Regions from separate parts of the Callithrix jacchus genome. Here region 1 is linked to region 2. The links are chromatin contacts, called in public Hi-C maps. All regions are on one chromosome and are shown on one strand. The core of a region is the stretch at or near the end of the contact, and the rest is flanking DNA. Distances in the headings are between cores, read along the strand shown. Region 1 holds the start of TPX2 (TPX2 microtubule nucleation factor). Region 2 overlaps TPX2 (TPX2 microtubule nucleation factor).

Region 1 (7,371 bases), core at 3,915-6,414, 70 kb after region 2:
GAGGTAAAAGTTGCAGTGAGCAGAGATCCCACCACGGCACTCCAGCCTGGGACTGGGACAGAGCAAGATTCCATCTCAAAAAAAAATTTCTTCCCTCCAAGAACGCACAATTGAATGGGAGAATGCAAACAATTACAATACAGGGCTATCTGTGCTGCAAGAGGGCATAAACAGAGAGCACTCTGGAAGTGCAGAGAAGAACACGGTAAAGGAGGATCAGAGAAATTTTCCTGATGGAAGTCATACCTAAAAGATACAGACAGACCTTCGGCGTTCTACAGGCTAAGAATGAACATTGACTTTTTCTAGTGTAAGAGATAAATGGAAGGGGAAGACAAATACAAATTAGGAAGAGTGCAGACAAAGCAATGTAACCTATTCCCACATTCATCTGAAATTAACCTCCCATTGCCTCCCATCTTTCTTCACTCTCAAACCAAAAATAACTAGTCTTGACAAGCTCTATAAATCAAAAGGTACAGGTTCAGAGCGGGTGGGGGAAAGCTGCAAGGGGGTGCATTCTAAGCAGGGTAAAATAGTGGACTACAGCTCCTCAGGAAAACAAAGACTTTGGTGTGATAGATGCTCTCAAACACCCTGCTATTGAGCCTGTGAGATGTGACTTGCCTATTTCTATTAAAGTCATGGATTCTACTATTAATGTAATAAAATAAACAGAGTAAGTCAAGACTTCATTAGAAGTATAGTTAGTTAAGATGGTCCCATCCAGGCAGTGCCATTTCCCCAGGCACATCCTCTCCTGCTTTCACAAGGGAAAAGAGATCCTGTTACATTACCACAAGTAAAATGGAGTGGAGTTATTTTCATCTTACCCAGGGAGAAAACAGCTACATTTTTTTTTCTTGTATATAAGGGATTAGCAGCAGTCAGTAAATGGCAACATAATCCAGCATGCAATTTTAGCTGTTAATCAAAGTCACAAACTAAGTCTGAAAGAAGTTTAATGGACTGTGTTTCCACATTTATGTTTGCTAACTTCTGTGTTGAAATTGGATCTGTTTACAGAAACAGATCTATGAAGCTTCCAAAATTGGGTCAATTTAAAATCCAATGACAATCCCTCACTGTCCAACACTCAGAAGTCAGCACAGGACACGTGGACACTTGTTCTAATTCATCACTGCCCAAAAACTTCAAGCAAATATTTCCTATCATTTCTCTCCCAAACTTGTATGTTTCATTTTGCCCTTTTTTAAGGATTACAAACTCAATTCTGCTTTAATTTATCCATAGAACCCAACAAACCATAATCTACCTATAATTAATAGGACCTAGACAGAAATCAGTGATGCTGTTTACTTCTAGGACCAATAATGACACAGAGCTTTGCAGAATACTAAAAGGAAATCTCAGTAGAATCCCAAGTGATCTGATATTCCAATGGTATGAAGCTGAAAAAGTTTGTAATGGTTGACAATGGGGCTGCAGATTACAATCCTAGTCAAATACCAGTTATTTAATTTTATAGAGATATCTACCCTTCAAAAGGTATCTGGTTTGGGGAATACACACAAACACCCAAACCCAAGAACCTAATAAAAGTGTTTATTAGGTGGCTCATGCCTGTAATCCCAGCATTTTGAGAGGCCAAGGCAGGTGTATCATTTGAGGTCAGGAGTTAAAGACCAGCCTGGCCAACATGGCAAAATCCCACCTCTACTAAAAATACAAAAATTACAGCTGTGGTGATGCACCTGTAATCCCAGCTACTCAGGAGGCGGAGGCAGGAGAATCACTTGAACCAGGGAAGCAGAGGTTGCAGTGAGCTGAGATCATGCCACTGTACTCCAGCCTGGTCAACAGAGTAAGACTCTGTCTCAAAAAAAACAAAGTGTTTACCTATGGATGGTGAGAGTGAAGAAGAAAGTAACAGGGTTGGAGGAAGATTTTAAACTATGATGCTTTTTGTATTCTTTTGACTTTTGTACCATGTAAATATATTATCTATTTTAAGATTATACATTTGTGTCTATGTGAATATAAACTGTTTTAGTGGGTATGAAAATCAGCATAATCTTCCTATAAGGCACTTTGGTGTTATGTGTCAAGAGTCTTAAAAATATGCATTCTTGGGCCGGGCGCGGTGGCTCACGCCTGTAATCCCAGTGCTTTGGGAGGCCGAGGCAGGTGGATCACGACGTCAAGAGATCCAGACCATCCTGGTCAACATGGTGAAACCCCATCTCTACTAAAAATACAAAAAATTAGCTGGGCACGATGGCGCTTTTCTGTAATCCCAGCTACTCAGGAGGCTGAGGCAGGAGAATTGCCTGAACCCAGGAGGCGGAGGTTGCGGTGAGCCGACATCGCGCCATTGCACTCCAGCCTGGGTAACAAGAGCGAAACTCCATCTCAAAAAAAAAAAAATATGCATTTTTTTTTTTTTTGAGATTGAGTCTCATTCTGTCACCTAGATTGCAGTGCAATGGCGCAATCTCAGCTCATTGCAGCCTCCATCCTCCCAGGTTCAAGCAATTTAGCCAGGCTGGTGTTGAATTCCTGACCTCAGGTGATCCACTGGCCTTGGCCTCCCAGAGTACTGGGATTACAGGCATGAGCCACTGCATCCAGCCAAAAATATGCATTTTTTGACTAGCAATTGCACTGGATAAAATAATATAAAGAACCAAATAATGGAATACTATACAGCCATTAAAATTATGTTGTAGAAAAATTTAGCTGGGTACAGTGGCATGAACCTGTAGTTTCAGCAACTCAAGAGGCTGAGGCAGAAAGATGGCCTGCGTCCAAAAATAGAGGCTGCAGTGAGCTGTGATCACGCCACTGTTAAGTGGACACTCCAGCCTGGGTGACAGAGCAAGACTCCGTCTCAAAAAAAAAAAAAAAAAAAAAAAATCTGTCTATCTAGTCAATTCTGCTTCCTAACTTTACCCATAGCAAAGAAAATTAAGTATGTCAAAGGGTATTTAAATTTCCCCTCCTCTTTCTCCCAGGAATTCAAAGAGAAATAGGGAAGAGACCCAGAAAAGGCTGAAGGAAAATTAACCAGGAGATGTAGAAAATCCCTGTACATCTCCTGGTACCTAAACAAGAAATGACAGACTTTCACATAATCCTGGACAAACTTAATAAATCAATTATTTATTTATTTAATAATTAATTAATTAATTAATTTTATCAAGGTTGGAATACACAGTTTTAACCATAAGGTTGGCCAAATAAACCCTATTTAGATAATTTGAAAGTCTAAACAAATTTACCAACCTAGTTGAATACAGCCCAGTTTTTCATACCTGCAATTTTGTTGTCAATTCAGATAGTGCTTTCCTGCCTACTCAATTCAACAGGTATTTAGTGGGTGATTCCTATGCACCAGGATTGTTTTGGTCCCTGTCTAACCAAACTGTGCTTATCAAGATTCAGACAAGGGGGGTTTTGTGAAGCAGAGAAAGACAAACTGGCTCTTGATCTCCCTCACCTCTAAACTGTCAGGACACTTACAAAACAGTAGAGCACTCACATGGTGTCCTGTCTTGTTCTGATTCTCACTGTCGATTTCAAACCATCTTTTTGTCCCCAAACATACCAGTAAACCTTTGAGTACGTCACACATCTGTATACCCATAGTATCTCATGCCAATCTGAGCACACAGTACCCTCAAAGGTCAACTAAATGGCTGAGTTAGCTGGGAGCCACATAATTTTGATACAAGAATGCCAGCTTCATATTGAACTAACTCACCCAAACCAACCAGGGCAGGGGGTGGTAATAATACACTAAGGCTACAATACAAGAACATTCTTACCACAGCAGCAACCAGTCCTTTTTTTTGAGACGGAGTCTCGCTCTGTTGCCCAGGCTGCAGTGCAGTGGCACAATCTCGGTTCACTGCAACCTCCCTCTCCCAGGTTCAAGCCATCCTCCTGCCTCAGCCTCCCTCCCAAGTAATTAGGATTACTGGCACCCTCTACCACACCGAGCTAATTTCTGTATTTTTAGTAGAGACTGAGTTCACCATGTTGGCCAGGCTGGTCTCAAACTCCTGACCTCTGCCTTGCCTCCCAAAGTGCTGGAATTACAGTTGTGAGCCACCGCGCCCAGCCTAAATAGTCCTATTTTTGACAACATCTGATGAATGAGAGAAATTCAAAGAGAGGCCATAGGATGCCAAGACAAGGTAAGGGTGAACCAGGAAGTACGCCAAGAGTTGGCCTTAAAACAAAATCTAGGAGTCAAAAATCCTTTTCAATCCTAAGTAGGCCTGATCTGGGGGAGTCCCTGTTACTGAAGTACTAGAAAAAAAATTGTGTATATTTTTTCCACTACTGAAGTAGTGGAAAAAAAAAAAAAAGAAGAAGCTATATGTCAAGAAAACAGGGGTTAAACCAATTCTATAATATTATAACCTGGTTTGGTTTTCCTTCCCCCAGTCTATAAATGTTATGAGAAAGGAAATGATAAAGGGAATAATACCTGGTGATTCCATACAAAATGAGAGGGCTGGACAAATATGGATAACATCGAATCAACTTTAAATGCCAAATAGAAGACAACTCCAAGTGGAATTAAACTCTCCCTCAATTATGTTCTCACACCATCTAATTACCTTCCTGCTTTAGACAAAAGTTTTGAGATGTACTTGTTTGTGACTACCTCTGTTTTCCTCCATCAAACGCCACACTTCCTAAAGGCAGGGCTGCTATTTCACCCATTTCTCGAAATTTATCTAGATTCTAGGCCTCGGTTTCCTCCTCTGTAAAGTTGGAACAAGAATAGCACCAACTACATTGACTTTGCGAGGAAATGAAATGAGAGTTCAATGCTTATAAGATGTTAGCATGGTAATAATAATTATCGTTACCGTTATTAGCCGACAGCCTCCCGCAACTCCTTTCTCCCTCGGTTTCCCGGACGTCCTTCACAGCAAAACCCTGTTGCCAAGAGAAAGGCGGCCCTAATCCTCCGCTTGCACCCTGCCCTGCCTGGGCGGCGACCGAGCACCGCAACCGCCTCAGAGGCCAGGCCTAGCGGCGCGAACGGCACTAAAAGCTGGAAGGTGAACTCCAGCAGTTCCAAACTCCGGGATGAGGGAGACCCAAGCCCTACTGCTCCCTCTTTTCTTCCCAAGGCTCACCTAGAGTCGCCTCAGCTCTGACAACGACGCGCCAACCAACCCTCCACTGGATTCATTCACTATCGTTGAAATTTTGAACCCCGGCAGCCTAGTCGAATGCACCAATCAGAGCGCCGAGAAGGCAATTCCTGGCTCCCTATTGGCCCCACAGAGCGCGGCAATACCGGAAGTCAGAAGGAGGCCCAAGTGAACCACGCCGCCGGCTTCTCCTGGGAAATGTAGTCTCCTGCGCCTGCGTGAGCCCATTTGACCAGCCCTCAGGAGTACATTACTACAAAGACCGGAGTGCTCCGCCCGAAACTATTTGGGAAAGGTGGTACCAACTGAAAAAGTGGAGAGTCAACTTAGATCATAGAATGACGGGCATCCTGGAACTCCCCAAGCTTTCAGGGAAGAAAACTCTATTTTTTAAAATAATTCTCGCTATGGTTGTGCATTATGCCTTGAAGGTTCGTAGGAGTCCACTTCGTCTTAACATGGAGTCTCCTGCATGCAACATAGACTCGCCCGTAGCGTCCTTCCCATTCTTGCTTGAGTCTTGCAAACCCTTTACCCAGTCCCTGCCCTGACCTTATGAAACCCGCGGTTCGTTGGGTACTTTATCCGGTTTTATTCCCTACTGCATCTCAGGCTTTATGATCCCCATGTCGTAAAAAGAAAACAAAGGCTCGGAGAAGTTGAAAAAACATGTCCAAAAATCACATGATAGATGGAGAAGATGGGATTAGAATGAACTGTTCTTTTTATACATCACCAATAATTAATTAGAGGCCCTGCTTGGTGACGCTGTCCTGTAATCCCAGCTACTCTGGAGGCAAAAGCAGAAGGATCCCTTGAGACCAAGAGTTCCAAACCAGCGTAGATATTACAACAAGACCCCCCACACACACACAATCTTAATTTTTAAAAAATCAATTAGAAAATAACAACAAGAACAACAAAACAACCCCCTTTATAGTAGCAGCAAAAACTAAAGACCTCAAAAGCCTAGGCTGGGCGCGGTGGCTCACACATGTAATCCCAGCACTTTGGGAGGCCGAGGAGGGCAGATCACTTGAGGTGAGGAGTTCAAGACCAGCCTGACCAAAATGCCAAAACCCTGTCTCTACTAAAAATACAAAAATTAGCTGGGCATGGTGGTGCGTGCCTGGAATCCCAGATACTTGGGAGGCTGAGGCAGGAGAATCACTTGAATTCCGGAGGCGGAGGTTACGGTGAGCCAGGATTTTGCCACTGCACTCTAACCTGGTCAACAGAGTCAGACTCTGTCTCAAAACAAAAAAAAAAAGGTCAAGACAATTGCAATGAAAATCCCAGTGGGTTCTGTTCTGGAATTTGCCAAGTTAATTCTGAAGTTCATATGGAAGAGCAAAAGCACAATTAGTGACATCTTGAATTTTGAAAAAGATTGGGGGGAACTGACATACCAGATTTCACACATATTAACATGAAATTATAGTTTGTTTGTTTTTTTTTGAGACAGAGACAGGGTTTTGCTCTTGTTGCCCAGGCTGGAGTGTAATGGCTTGATCTCAACTCACCCCAACCTCCACCTCCCAGATTCAAGCAATTCTCCTGCCTCAGCCTCCCAAGTAGCTGGGATCACAGGCATGCAGCACCATACCCAACTAATTTTTTGTATTTTTACTAGAGATGGGGTTTCTCCATGCTGGTCAGGCTGGTCTCAAACTCCCAACCTCAGGTGATCCACCCACCTCAGCCTCCCAAAGTGCTGGGATTACAGGCGTGAGCCACCGCGCCCAGCCTGAAATTATAGTAATTTTTAAAGTACGATGCCAGGCGCGGTGGCTCATGCCTGTAATCCCAGCACTTTGGGAGGCTGAGGCGGGCAGATCACGAGGTCAAGAGATGGAGACCATCCTGGCCAACATGGTGAAACCCCGTCTCTACTAAAAATACAAAAAATTAGCTGGGCATGGTGGTGCGTGCCTGTAATCCCAGCTAGTCAGGAGGCTGAGGCAGGAGAATTGCTTGAACCCAGGAGGCGGAGGTTGCGGTGAGCCGAGATCGCACCATTGCACTCCAGCCTGGGTAACAAAGGCGAAACTCTGTCTCAAAAAATAATAGTAATAATAATAAAATAAAAATATAAATACAAAAATTAGCCGGGCATGGTGGCATGTGCCTGTGGTTCCAGCTACTCGGGAGGCTGAGGCAGAAGAATCACTTGAACCCAGGAGGCAGAGGTTGCAGTGAGCCGAGATTGTGCCACTGCACTCCAGCCTGGCGACAG
Region 2 (7,406 bases), core at 3,099-5,598:
CTATTTATAAAACTTCAGGTCCATTTGCTAAACTGGGCTACCATAAGATCCAGAGGGTGCATGGCAAGCTCTGAGCGGCTGCTGGGGGAAGAAGACCCTGCCTGAGATGGGGAGGGGCCTCCAAATAAAGGATGAGGGGTGGGCTGGACAGGACACCTCCTGGCTGCAGTCCACTTGGCATGGTGACCACCTTGGCTCTCAATCAGGCCTGCTGAGGCTTGTGACTTAATTGACTGGCAGCTGCCACATCCCTGACAGGATCCAGCACAGTCTGAGATGCCTGCTCTGCTGACAGGGTGAAAGCAAGGAGAGGACCTGCCTCCCAGTGTCTGGGAAGCTTAGCTGGAGGTTCCCACAACAAGGTCAAGAGTTCAGTGAGGGCTCCAGCTCAAATCCAGAAAGAGCCAGGCCCTACCCTCCTGGAGCTGGTTCTGGCCAAGGGATGCAAGTTGCTGTGGTAGAAAGGACACCTGAGGGCAGATGGACCTGAGTCCAAATTCTGACCCTGCCACTTATTAGCAGCATGACTTTGGATGAGTAACTTAAACTCTGAGCCTTGGTTTCCTTATCTGTCATATGACTTGTTGGAAGAACATATAGAAAAGCATTCTTCCCTCCATCTTCATTCTGGGAATGCAGTCTTGGCTAAGAAGATAAATATCCACTCAACAAACTCAGGCAACTCTCCTGTGTAACTCAGACTGTACAAAGGTGACCCCCCAAGGGGCTGTGGAAGGAAAGAAGGTGTTCTCACCCTGAGATAGGCTTTTGACTGGCTGGGCACTAAGGTCACAGGAGAGAGTGGCTGCCAGTCCCTGGCCCATGGGTACCTGTGTTAGGAGACCTGTGGTCTATCGGGATTTGCAGGTCCCTCTCCTGGCACAGTGGTTCTCACACTTGGGCATGCATCACTGTCCCCTGGAGTGCTTGTCAAAATATACATTGCTGGGCCCCACCCTTAGTGTGCCTGACTCAGTAGGTCCAGTGTGGGAATAGAGAATTTGCATTTCTAGTCCCTGATGATGCTGACCACACTCTGAGGACCACTGTCTTGGAGAATCAAAGTCCCCACAGGCCAAGACGGTGACCTTCCAGTTCCTACCCATGTGCGTGAAGCCTCTGAATAGCTCACAAGAGTAGTGTTTTGGTATGTGTGGGGAAACACAGAACACTGAGACCCAGTCATCAGTACAGTGAATGTTCCCAGGAGAGAGAGATGCACAAAAAGTGAAGCTATGGCGGGGAGCGATGGCTCACGCCTGTAATCCCAGCACTTTGGGAGGCCAAGGTGGGTGGATCATTTGAGGTTAGGAGTTCAAGACCAGCCTGGCTGACATGGTGAAACCTTGTCTCTACAAAAAATACCAAAAAATTAGCTGGGTGTGGTGGCTAGCACCTGTAATGCCAGCTCCTCAGGAGGTTGAGGCTGGAGAATTGCTTGAACCTGGGAGGTGGAGGTTGCAACAAGCCAAGATGACGCCACTGCACTCCAGCCTGGGCGACAAAGAGAGACTCTGGCTCAAAAAAAATAAAATTAAAGTGATTTTGTGAAGGGGTGGCACACTGGCACCCCCTCCCAGCTCCTGAGTGACTGCTGCTTTATGTTGCTTCCAGCATTCATTTTCTATTGCTGCAGTAACAAACTGCCATGAGGGAGAAAAAGGCTCTTGCACAAACTCCCATGAGCGTCCTCCCCTGCAGAGATGTCTCCCAGCTTCTTTTGGCCAGCTCTTAACTAGAAGCTGCTGACCCTGTCCTGTCAGGTTGTTAGCTAGGGGTAAACAGCACGGGTTTCTGGCAATCCCTGGTGACACACCCACTGACAACACTGAATGTCACTCAAGCACAGCCACACTGAGTCGCACTGGCCAGCTGGGTGGGTCAACAGTCACCATTGCTGCCCAGAATGCCTTTGGGGCATGTTAAAGCTGGGGGAAAATTCCTCTCCACTGCACTGGAGGAAGGGTCCTTTCTACAAAGATCATTCTAACTTCTGTGAAGAGACTGAGACCCAGAGAACATGTTCAAAGTCACAAAGTGAGAGCAGCTCTCCCAGTTCCCAATCTAGAGTTTATTCCATGAAATAATTCTGTATTCCTCCTGAACCCTGTGCCAATTATCCAAAAATAACCCAGGTCTCCTTGACCATGAACACATAAAAACCGAATTGCAATGGAGAGAAATAGAAAAGGGAACAAGGTGAAGTGTCAGTTTTATGGTGACGTCCTTAAACCGCCTCCAGCAATAGAAGGACCACTTCCAAAATACTCAATCTTTGGGAGGAAAAAATCACATCTTGGCTTGGGAAGGACTCCTTTGTGGTAGTCTCTAAGAATTCATTGAACATTCTGTGCAGTCTTTAACCAGTTCCAAGGTCAAGAGAAACATCAGAAAATATGTGTGTGTCAAGGGACAACATTATTCAGGGATTAGTTCCCTGGAGTGATCTGGGCTAGATTTCCATTTCCAGAACAACGCTTGGAAAGTCCTCAAGAAGACAGAACACTGGTCTCCACCATACTTCATTGAAGTCCACACGGAAACCCAGGGACAGGAGAGTTTGCTAGAGGTGCCCTCTTGCAGGGATTAAGCAACTGGGTACAGAAGACATATAAATGCAAAAGTAGGGCTGGTTCAGCTTTAATAAAACTGCCTAGAAAAAGAAATCTAAAAATATTTAAGCTAAAAGGAGCCTTATTAATTGTTTCAGCTCAATCTTATTTGACAGATGTGGAAACTGAAGCCCCCTAAGGAGGAGTAACTTGTTAAAGGTCACCCATCATTTCACCGACAGGCGTTAGATTATAATCCCCACCCTTCTTCCCAAAAGACACATCACAGCTCCAGGTAGAGGTTTGGTTTTGTTTTGTTTTTTGAGATAGAGTCTTGCTCTGTCATCCAGGCTAGAGTGCAGTGGCGCAATCTTGGCTTACTGCAAACTCCACCTCCCAGGTTCAAGCAATTCTCCTGCCTCAGCCTGAGTAGCTGGGATTGCAGGTGCGTGCCACCACACCTGGCTAATTTTTGTAATTTTAGTAGCGATGTGGTTTCACCATGTTGAATCAGGCTGGTCTCGAACTCCTAACTTCGTGATCCACCCACCTCAGCTTCCCAATGTGCTGGGATTACAGGTGTGAGCCACCGCACCCAGCCTCTAGGTAGAGTTAAAGACAAAGAGCTTTCTGTTTTCAAATCTGATCTAAAGTAGAGACGACAAATCGACTTGAAAACGTGGCATCCAAGACTTTAGAGAACATAACCAGAATTATCTCCAGAAAGGCTTTGCTAAATGCCAACGAACGTTATCTCCAGGCATGGACATCAGTAACACTGACATCACATCAGCCAAAAACAGCCTTCCATTCAGCAAATGTGCAAGCCACGATAATGTTGTTCTATGCTTTTGGGAAGGGCTTCTATTCTCTCTCAAGCTTATATATTAATTACAAACATAGGCTGGTAAGTGGTTTGAGAACAACCATTTAAAGTTAAGAGATAGCAGGCACCAGGACCCCACAATGGCATCAGTCATACCAGTGAACAAGAAACTCATGGATGTCAAATTAAGGGAGCTGCCAAGCTGGATCTGGGTGCTGATTTTTACCACCAAAGGCATTGCTGAAGCGTTTCAAAAAGCTTTGCTGTATTTATTAGTGCTTATGGTACTATTAAGAAAGGGAGTGTCACCGGGTTTCTATGGTGCTCACAGCTTACATGCCTTTTGGCCACTGCCTTTCTTATAAGGAACTCAAACATAGGTACCACTGAAGAACGGCCAGTATGGAGAGCACACTCCACACTCCTGACCATGACCTCCTTGGCCCAGAACCCTTCCATGAGGAAGGTGATCATTGCTAAATCTTTTATATCCAAATGTAAATAAACCTCCAAATAAAAGATAACTAGTAAACAATAATAATAATAACGTTTAGAGACAAACATGATGTGTTAGGGGAAAGCAAACACAGACAATTCTGTCCCATAAATAGAGCTCAGAAAAATCCTTGAAAAACAAGCATTTTCAATGTAGAGAAGCAAACTCAGAACAATGGAATAGCATCCTGCTGTTAAAAATGGTATTTACAAAGTATGCAAAAATATAGGAAAAATGAGTTACTATTATGCTAAATGAAAAATAATACCAAATATATATATAGAGAAAGGCTCTACTATGCATAAAACCAGACAGAGTTTTACACAAAAGAAAATACCTACTCATCCGTGTGATAGGGTGTCCCCAAGTATGGTGATGGAGGTATGTCAGTGCAAGGCTAGAGCCTTCTCCTCTCTCTTTACCACTAAGCAAGCAGGCTGCCCCAGACTGCTTTTCACATTACAAGTTATGACCACTGACTAGTATCTTGACCCACTGGAAATTTCTCCCACCCTTGCTCCCAAAAGAAGATCTGAGACCATCAGTGCCAAAACAAGCTGGGCAATAGTACTTGGATGCAACTCTTCGCACCTTCACACACCTGCAATGTTCTGGGACACCAGTCCCATGCTACATGTGTCTCTTCAGATCTGACAGGTCTCTATTTCTTCTCTGTCCAATAAAGCTTAAATTTAAAAACATTAAAAAAAAAAAAAAGGCTGGCGTGGTGGCTCACGCCTGTAATCCAAGCACTTTGGAGGCCAAGGTGGGCGGATCACTTGAGGTCAGGAGTTCAAGACCAACCTGACCAACATGGTGAAACCCTGTTTTAATTAAAAACAACAACAACAAAAAACCCAGGGAGGGCAATTGAGGCCATCAGACCAGGTTTAGTCTGTTGAAATCATTCTTTCATGATAAAACCTAGTATTTGCTTAAGTCTTTCCCCTGCCCTCCTGGTCTGAGTGAAATGTCAGCATTTGTGAAGCTGTTTCAGGAAGCTGATACTTTTAGCACATTAGAGCCATGGTGTGGCCTGAGCCCAGACTCTTATTCATTTACAAGGAGAACAGCAAAAATCATCAGACATTTCCAATGTCAGCAACCTTTACTACAGCGCTAAGAAACAGTAGGTGTGCAAGATGACAAGGAAACAAGGAAAAAGCATGTTTTTGTCCCCAGGCTTTTTGTAGCAACTACACTGGCTTCAGCTGGATAACAAATTGTGCTGGAATTCTTGGCTTTGGAGCAAACATGTCAGCTCCCTGGTTACGCCTTCGTCATTGCCCAAAGTACCACACACTTTAACCTTCCTGCTCTTTCCATAGGCCTGGGTTTGTCCCGTATCCAGGAAACTTTATATGTTGTCTAAACTGAGCATCCCAGCAGGCTGCAAGGCAGATGGCAGCTCAGGATTCAGAATGTTGACCAATTCCTACCTGGATCCACACCACCGAGCTGTAACTCAGCCTGCCTGTGCAGAAATAGGAGCCCAGCCACGTGGCTAACAGCTTTTTTAACTGCTACTCTCAGCAATGAGGAACTTCCCCAGCAGACAAGATTCAGTAAGACGGCCTTCATCGAGAGAACTGAAAAGGAAGCAATATCAAGACTGACCCAATAGGAGACACAGGTTCAACCAAACACTCAAGACAATAAGCAAACCCCTAAAGCTCAACTGAGCCAGGAGATGAGGACCAGGTGCTATCTTGCCCTCTAGTCCTTGGGACCTTAGGTCACAAACCCAGGACATCATGCAGAAGTTTGCCTCCATGTTACTACATTGTCTGTCATAAGAAGCTTCATTCTTCAGTCAGGAAGGAAGCCAGGACATGCCTGAGGTAACACCTTAACATCTTTTTTTTTTCTGAGATGGAGTCTCGCTCTGTCGCCCAGGCTGGAGTGCGATGGCACGATCTCAGCTCACTGCAACCTCCACCTCCCAGGTTCAAGTGATTCTCCTGCCTCAGCCTCCTGAATAGCTGGGACTATAGGTGCATACCACCATGCCCAGCTAATTTTTGTATTTTTTAGTAGAGACAGGGTTTCACCATGTCGGTCAGACTGGTCTTGAACTCCTGACCTTGTGATCCACCCGCCTCAGCCTCCCAAAGTGCTGGGATTACAGGCATGAGCCACTGCACCCAACCTGAACTACATTTTTTTTTTTTTTTTTTTTTTGAGACAGAGTCTCACTGTCGCCCAGGCTGGAGTGCAGTGGTATAATCTCGGCTCACTGCAACCTCCACCTCCTGGGTGTAAGCAGTTCTCTGCCTCAGCCTCCGAGCAGCTGGGATTACAGGTGCGTGTTACCATGCTTGGCTAATTGTATTTTTTAGTAGAGACGGGGTTTCACCATGTCGGTCAGGCTGGTCTTGAACTCCTGACCTCGTGATCCACCCGCCTCAGCCTCCCAAAGTGCTGGGATTACAGGCGTGAGCCACCGCCCCCGGCCAGACTACATCTTTTAAATGCACAACACGTATGAAGAAACCAAGGTACAGAATGTAAAGTATGATGCTGTTTGTGTAAAAAAAAAAATAAGAGGAGGAGGGTAGGTGGAATGTATAGGAAGAAACCGTGTCTGCAAGGGAACTTAAGAAACTTGCAGCACTGTCTCTGGGGAGGGGAGCTGAGCAGCTGGGAGGAATAGGATGAAGACTTGATGTTTGTATCTTATCAGTTCAGAACCATGTGAATGTATAACTTTTCAAAGAACAAATTAAAATTTTTTAAAATGCAGAATGCGGCCGGGCGTAGTGGCTCACGCCTGTAATCCAAGCACTTTGGAGGCCAAGGCGGGAGGATCACCTGAGGTCGGGAATTCAAGACCAGCCTGACCAACATGGTGAAACCCTGTCTTTAGTTAAAAAAAAAAAAATGCAGAATGCTACTGTCTTATTTCTTCAAAAATGCTCTATAAATGTGTGTGCTCATAGACAACATTCTGGAAGAATCCTATTGTGAACTATGGGTTACTCTGGAACATGGGAGTTGGGGAAGAAAGGACACTTTCATGTTTTATTTCATACAGTTAGTAGCATTTTAATTGTATCCAAAAGGCAGTACTCCTTGGGCAAATTTTACTTTAAAAGAAAAAGAAAAAAACCTTCTTTAAACTGCAACCTCACTTTCAACAACAATCCCTAAACTCTCACAGCACTCTGTCTCACGCTACTGAATCACATCTCATCTTGTGTTACCATTATTCGTGTCCAGGTCTCATCTGTTAAATACTGGAGCAACTGCAACTGCGGTCTGTGTACCTCACTGGCTCCACTTCCCAGGGACAAGACTCTACAGAAAAGAACTGGTAAGGAATAAAACAAGCAAAATGGTAACCAAGCAATTACACAAGACAAAACAATCAACCAAAGTTAAGAGTGAGCAGTAATCTTATGTGTATGTTAATTAGTACAAGAATATCAGCAAGAAGAAATCATCGCCAAGTTAAAAATGCACTGAAAATAAAGCATGCTTCCCAGAATTGCAGGAATTCTGACCATCTGCATGTGTGCATGTGCTAGGAGCT

The links. A called contact is a pair of places that touch in the nucleus more often than the background predicts.
Region 1: a contact with region 2 is called in a Hi-C map of skeletal muscle, with 5 times the contacts expected there. The contact joins the promoter of TPX2 here to the enhancer-like site in region 2. A contact is called at or near these places in 3 of 3 Hi-C or Micro-C datasets (induced pluripotent stem cells and skeletal muscle).

The regions. Positions count from the first base shown.
Region 1 is chr5:7,455,748-7,463,118 of calJac240_pri, forward strand. TPX2 (TPX2 microtubule nucleation factor) reads right to left here and starts at 5,165. Exons shown (of 18, transcript XM_078371147.1): 1 at 5,118-5,165.
Region 2 is chr5:7,386,248-7,393,653 of calJac240_pri, forward strand. TPX2 (TPX2 microtubule nucleation factor) reads right to left here. Exons shown (of 18, transcript XM_078371147.1): 18 at 6,894-7,406. Among named protein-coding and RNA genes, the nearest start is that of MYLK2, 11 kb to the left of the region's middle. Within about 2 kb of position 4,349, at least 1 of the 16 cell types and tissues checked has an H3K27ac peak or open chromatin away from gene starts, as enhancers often do. A contact at or near this core is called in skeletal muscle, where this site is marked.